Regions from separate parts of the Anas platyrhynchos genome. Here region 1 is linked to region 2. The links are chromatin contacts, called in public Hi-C maps. All regions are on one chromosome and are shown on one strand. The core of a region is the stretch at or near the end of the contact, and the rest is flanking DNA. Distances in the headings are between cores, read along the strand shown. Region 1 overlaps CC2D1B (coiled-coil and C2 domain containing 1B). Region 2 holds the start of NRDC (nardilysin convertase).

The links. Hi-C and Micro-C count contacts between places; a contact is called where the count stands out from the background.
Region 1: a contact with region 2 is called in a Hi-C map of small yellow follicle, with 2.5 times the contacts expected there. The contact joins the enhancer-like site here to the promoter of NRDC in region 2. A contact is called at or near these places in 3 of 8 Hi-C or Micro-C datasets (skeletal muscle, small yellow follicle and subcutaneous adipose tissue).

Annotation. Positions count from the first base shown.
Region 1 is chr8:33,416,207-33,418,906 of IASCAAS_PekinDuck_T2T, reverse strand. It overlaps CC2D1B (coiled-coil and C2 domain containing 1B), which reads left to right. Exons shown (of 25, transcript XM_072042015.1): 15 at 2,202-2,374. Among named protein-coding and RNA genes, the nearest start is that of CC2D1B, 20 kb to the left of the region's middle. Within about 2 kb of position 1,431, at least 5 of the 8 cell types and tissues checked have an H3K27ac peak or open chromatin away from gene starts, as enhancers often do. A contact at or near this core is called in small yellow follicle, where this site is marked.
Region 2 is chr8:33,239,716-33,242,415 of IASCAAS_PekinDuck_T2T, reverse strand. NRDC (nardilysin convertase) reads left to right here and starts at 1,361. Exons shown (of 31, transcript XM_027463412.3): 1 at 1,361-1,763. The coding sequence starts at 1,432.

The DNA.
Region 1 (2,700 bases), core at 182-2,681, 180 kb before region 2:
TTGTGAGTGAGTGATATAGATTTCCTCTGACAGGAGCCTCAATATATTTGCTTGCTGAATGGCAGACCCAAACCATCCATGCGGTTTTATTTCACAGAGGCAGCACGTGTAATTATAAGGTTGATTGGGTTTTTAATTGATTTTGATGTAACAAGCGTATTGATTCATAATATTCAACTCTGCTCATAGTTGAACTGCGCTCTCATTAGAGTGGACGGCTTGCTAGCGTGAATTATTCATTGATCTAATGCAGCTTCCTACATGAAACAGTGGCTGCTGCCCAGTGTTTCATCCAACAATATCAAACTGTTGTATAGGCAGTAATTCATTGATCTCTAGCCCTTCTATCACTAAGGTCACTAAGCAGTTTTCTGTACAAGATTAATTGTATAGATAGTAAGGGATGGCCACTGCCTCACTGGGTGGTTTGGGCATGCAGCAGCAGCATCCGGGCTCTCGCTGGTTCTGTTGTCATGCCATGATTGTAATCCTGTCCTTCCGTCCTGCCCTGGGCAGTTCCCTCAGGACAAAGCAGAACTGCCTGGTTGGCTGATGCAAGTTCTTGTGCAGAACGCAAAGGCATTTCACAGTGCCATCTGACAGCTTCTCTCTAGAAAATTCCATGACTCATTTTATGAAGAACACTAAAACATAGAAGTTGTCTATTTTGGCTTTGAAAATTTATGAATCCTCATGAAATTAGGTTTGTGCAACATCAGATGGCATTTCTCTTAAATTAATCGACCTGGACTTGGTGAACAAAGTGGTAACACCTGTCTCTGGTGTTACCTGGTAATTAATTACTCAATAATCTCTCCTGGGCATTTCAGGTACCTTAAAATAAGACCAATAGGTGTAACAAAACTTAGATTCCTACTGACTTCATCTTTACAACAACGTGCCAGTACTTCGCTATCATAAAGCTATCTTTCACTAGTCAAACTCCGTTCTGTGATCCAAACATAACCTTCTTCTCTCCCCCAAAATTAAGAAGTACAGCATACATCTGACCATAAACTGTGAATTTTGTTCCCTTTTTTCTTTTTCTTTTTTTTTTTTTTTTTGTCAATGTGTGTGAGGCGATAAGAGGTGTGGGAGTGGAGTAAAACATTTATACTTAGACCTATGCCAGGAATGTCAAGGAGCCAAGATCAGTAGGATTAATGTCTTTGTTCAGTCCATTCTTCACAGATTTTCTTTGAAAATACCTGTGTTCTGCATCTCGGCCTCACAGAGCACACTGTGTTCTGGCTGTTTTGTCTCAGTGAAAACTGGCTAGCTACCTTGTCTAATTGGTTGTGGCTGATTGGGCAAGTTGCTCACAACAGCAGGGCAGCAGGCTCTTTTGCAAGGACAGGACAGGATAGGATAGTCATCTGACAGCAGTAAGCAGTATGAGTGTCATTGGTGCATTTATTTGCTGAGACAGGCAGCTCTTGCAAGTGCTGTTTAGCTCGTGTTATCACTAAGCTTGTGTAGTAGAGTGCACTGGTGAATACAACACAAGTATCTTTGGAAGTGGCTGTAATGAGCTCTTTCCAAAGTGAGGTACACAAAGAGGCAGAATGCACTGACCTGTTACGTGGTAAAGCAATGTTTTCTGACTTGTGGGATTGTTCTTACTGCTTTGGGAAGGAAAGAAAAGACCCAAGAATGAATAAGAAACAAAAAGATAACAAGGAGTTATAAATAAGCAGAGGTGGATATGTCTGAATGTGCCTGCACACATTGGCTTATCTGTTTTCTATTACAGATCAAGGGAGAGGATAGAAATGAGTATAGAAGAACCCTGTTTTCAGAGTTCATGTGCTCATGCAGGGTTCATGTGCTATTCACTGTCCTTTACAAATTTAAATGTCAAGCTGAAAGTTTGAATTGAGCTTTTGCTATTTACCAGTCAGCAGTACTGTAGTCTGTGTCTTCTGCCTACAAATACGGGGCTCTAAGTTCTGTTTTGGCACTTATATATAAGTATCTTTGTGAAGTGCCGTGAGATTATTTTTTTAATGCAGGATGCCATGATATAAGGAAGTGTGTTTTTTATTGGACAGTCTCAATTTCAATGAAGTGCAGTAAGGAAATGTCCTTAGCTTATGTCTGTACTTTTACTGACCTTTCTCTGGCTAAAAAATGAACATGATAAACCTGTTTCAGGGCCATGGCAGTGTCAGATGAGTGAGTTATACAATTTTTTTTTCCAGCTAGGCAACAGCTGGAATTTCTGGAGAACAGAAAGAAGCAGTACATGAAGGCAGCCGTCAAAGCAAAGAAGGAAAATAACCTTGAACAGGCTAAAATGTATCTCAGAACAGCTAAGAGCTTTGACCCAAAGATTGAGGAAGCAAAACGTGGCAAACCTGTTGATATTTCCAAGGTTAGTAGGACTGCTAGTATTCTGCTTTGTGTCATTTTCTTGGACATCTAAGTGCATACTTCAAACACTGAATGATTTAATAATATTTCTTGACACAAACTTAAAATCAGTTAAAACTGCTTAAATAGCAAATGTGGATACTGAGCCCTGAAATTCCCGTATATCTTGGTCTTGTTTGCTTTTCTACTCCTCACATATGCCAGGTTCTGAGAAAATTCCGTTTCCATGAACCATTTGCTCCCTGATGTGCAGTGGCACATCTAAACCATGCAGCTTGGAAGTATTTCCTGGGTTTATGGTGTGAGTACACCTCCTGGTTATGTACT
Region 2 (2,700 bases), core at 112-2,611:
GACTTCAGAGTTATCAGAGTCAATAATAATTGCTGTTTGTGTCAACTTATAAAAGATAATGGCAAAAAGTGAGATGTGTCAAGGCGAGGGAAATAACTGACTTGCTTCCACAGAAGACAAACCTGAAATGTTTGATGCATTCTTTTATTTGACTGCCTTCCACTTGACTAGCAGTGCCCTAGTTAAGATAAAGACGGTATGGTTACAAGATTTAAGGAAGAAAGAAACGAAGGAAGAAAGGAAGGACGGACGTTCGGACGGACTGCTCTCTACAAGCTTCTCTATTGCTGGTACCATCGCCTAGAGCACTCAGAGCACATTTCTGTCAGAAAAGCTGAGAAAAGGAGGCTGCAGGTGAGACGTGGTCTTGGCTTCCACCTAGCGGAGAAGCAAGGCGCTGAGCACGGGGGGAGCTCCTCGAGCCTCCCACCCCTGAAATCGCTGTCTGCATTCCTTCTACAGGCAACGCGGCCACAGAAGCTGTAACGAATTACAGGAGAGTGAAGTGCGGAACGGTGCAAAGGGGCTGTCGCAAGCGGAACAACAGGTGTGAAGGGGACCCTATAGGGGACGTGCGGGAGCTGAGGTGCTGGGGTTCCTGCTGGGGCCGGACCTCGCCACACAGGCGCCGGCAGCTTGGCAGGGGGCAAAGTTTGTGTACCGAGGGGAAAGTGCTTGGGACTACGGAACTTGGGACTGGGTCAGCACCCACAGGCACCGAGTGCCGCAGGTCTGACTTTTCTGTTGCATGTTTTGTGTTTTTTTAGGAACAGAATTAAAAATAATAATTAAAAAAAAAAAGGCAGGTAACGGGCCGCGAGGGACCGGCACCGCCTGTGAGGGGCGGGGGAGGCGGGCCGAGGGGAGGGGCCTCGCCTCAGGCAGCCACCAGGTTCTGGGGGCGGCTTCGTGAGCTGATTGGCTCTGCCACGTGAGTGGCATCCTTTTGGGCCAATAGGTGAAGGGAATGAGGGAAGGGCTGGTTGGTCGTGTCGGGAGGGAGCGACATCTGCTTGGGCCGGCTTCCGCGAGGGGCGGTTGGACTCATCCAACAGGCGGGGGGGGGTGTGGGTGTCAGCGAACACGGAAAGCGGCCGCGATGCCGGACCGCGATGGGAGAGAGCGGGGCTCTGGGATCCCCTCTGTCTCCCTCCCTGCCTTCACCCCGCTGCGCTCCCCCCATTGCCTTATCCCCGAAAGTCGCCTGCTTCCCCCCCCGCTTATTCCCCCCCCCGATGGTTCCTCCCCACTCCCACCAATCACCGCCCGCTCCGGCCACGCGCAGCGCACGGGGGCCTCCCCGTTTCCCCCACGTGACTCCGCGGCGGGCGCTGACAGGCCGCGGGGCCGGGGCCCGCCCAACCGCCACCGCCACTTCCCGGCGGGGCGGGAGCAGCCCGCCTGGCAGCGGGGCCCGCCGGCCGGCCGCGCATGCGCAGACTCGCGGCAGCCTTCGTGAGGAGAGGCCGGGCGGCGGCGGCCGGGACCGGGACCGGGAGCGGGCCGGGGCCGGGGGTGGCGGCGCGGGGGCGGCGGCTGCCGCCGGTTCTTGTCAGGGCCCGGCCGCTGTGGGCGGCCATGCCCGGGAGGAACAAGGCGGCGGGCGGCGGCGGCTGCCCCGAGGTGCTGGGGGGGCAGCAGGCCGCTGAGGCGGGCCGCGACGCCGCAGGCCGCTCGCCTCACGGGGACGAGGAGGAGGAGCGGGGCGCCAACCTCGGCGACCCCGACATCGTCAAATCGCCCAGCGACCCCAAGCAGTACCGGTGAGCGCCGGGACGGGGCTGGGCGGGCTGGAGGCCGGCTCCGCTGCCGGTGAGGGCCCGGTGCGGTTCCCGTGCCCCCCCCTCCGGGCAGCTCGGCCCCAGGAGCGCTGATCCCCAGCGGGAGGAGATTGTCGGGGGGGTCCCGGAGCGGCGCCGAGCTGAAACCCAGGCTAAAACCGGCAGCAGCGGAACTCCTTCCATATAGAGAGGTTCCAGGCTTAATTACAGCTGTGAGCGGAGACCCTGCGCTGCCATTTTGGTGGTGTTTTTGCTCGGTGCTCCCATCAAACCCCCAGGAGCACGGAGAAATGTCCCGGCCCCAAGCAGCTGGGCCTGGGTGAGCGGCTGCTGAGCGCTGCGGGTGGTGTGAGGCGGCCCTTCTCCGAGGGATGCTGTAGGCAGGTTACCCAGCCTCTGCGAGATGTGCTCTTCTAGCTCTACCCTTCATAACACCTCCACTGTCTCCCCAAAGCCCAGCCTGGAGCTGAACTGTGGACTCGCAGTGACACGGGCTGAAGTTCCCTGTTGGCTGCACGGGGGCTGTGCCCATTGGCTCTGGGGAAAAACTTCCTCTGTTCTGGTCCTACTTCCCTGCTTCTTCCTCCCTGTTTCTGCCTGCCTCCCCTGCTGGCATTCTCGCTCACGCTGCTTTGCAGGAGGTGTTTTCCTGCAGTTTGTAGCTACAGAGATTGTCAGGTTAGGAAACTTGTGCCTTTGCTACCTGGAATGGCAGTATGATGAAGCTTGGGAAGTCCACTGAAAACTGGCAATCTGCTCTGAGGCTCAGGAACCTCCTCCACATGCAGGGAATTGGAGAGCACATTTGCATGCAGCATAGAGTAGACAAATACCGACGTCTCTCAGATATCCTGCTCTCTGTACTTAACAGACGTTTTTCCAGCTGGAAGCCAGGAGTCTCGTCTTTTCAGATTGATTT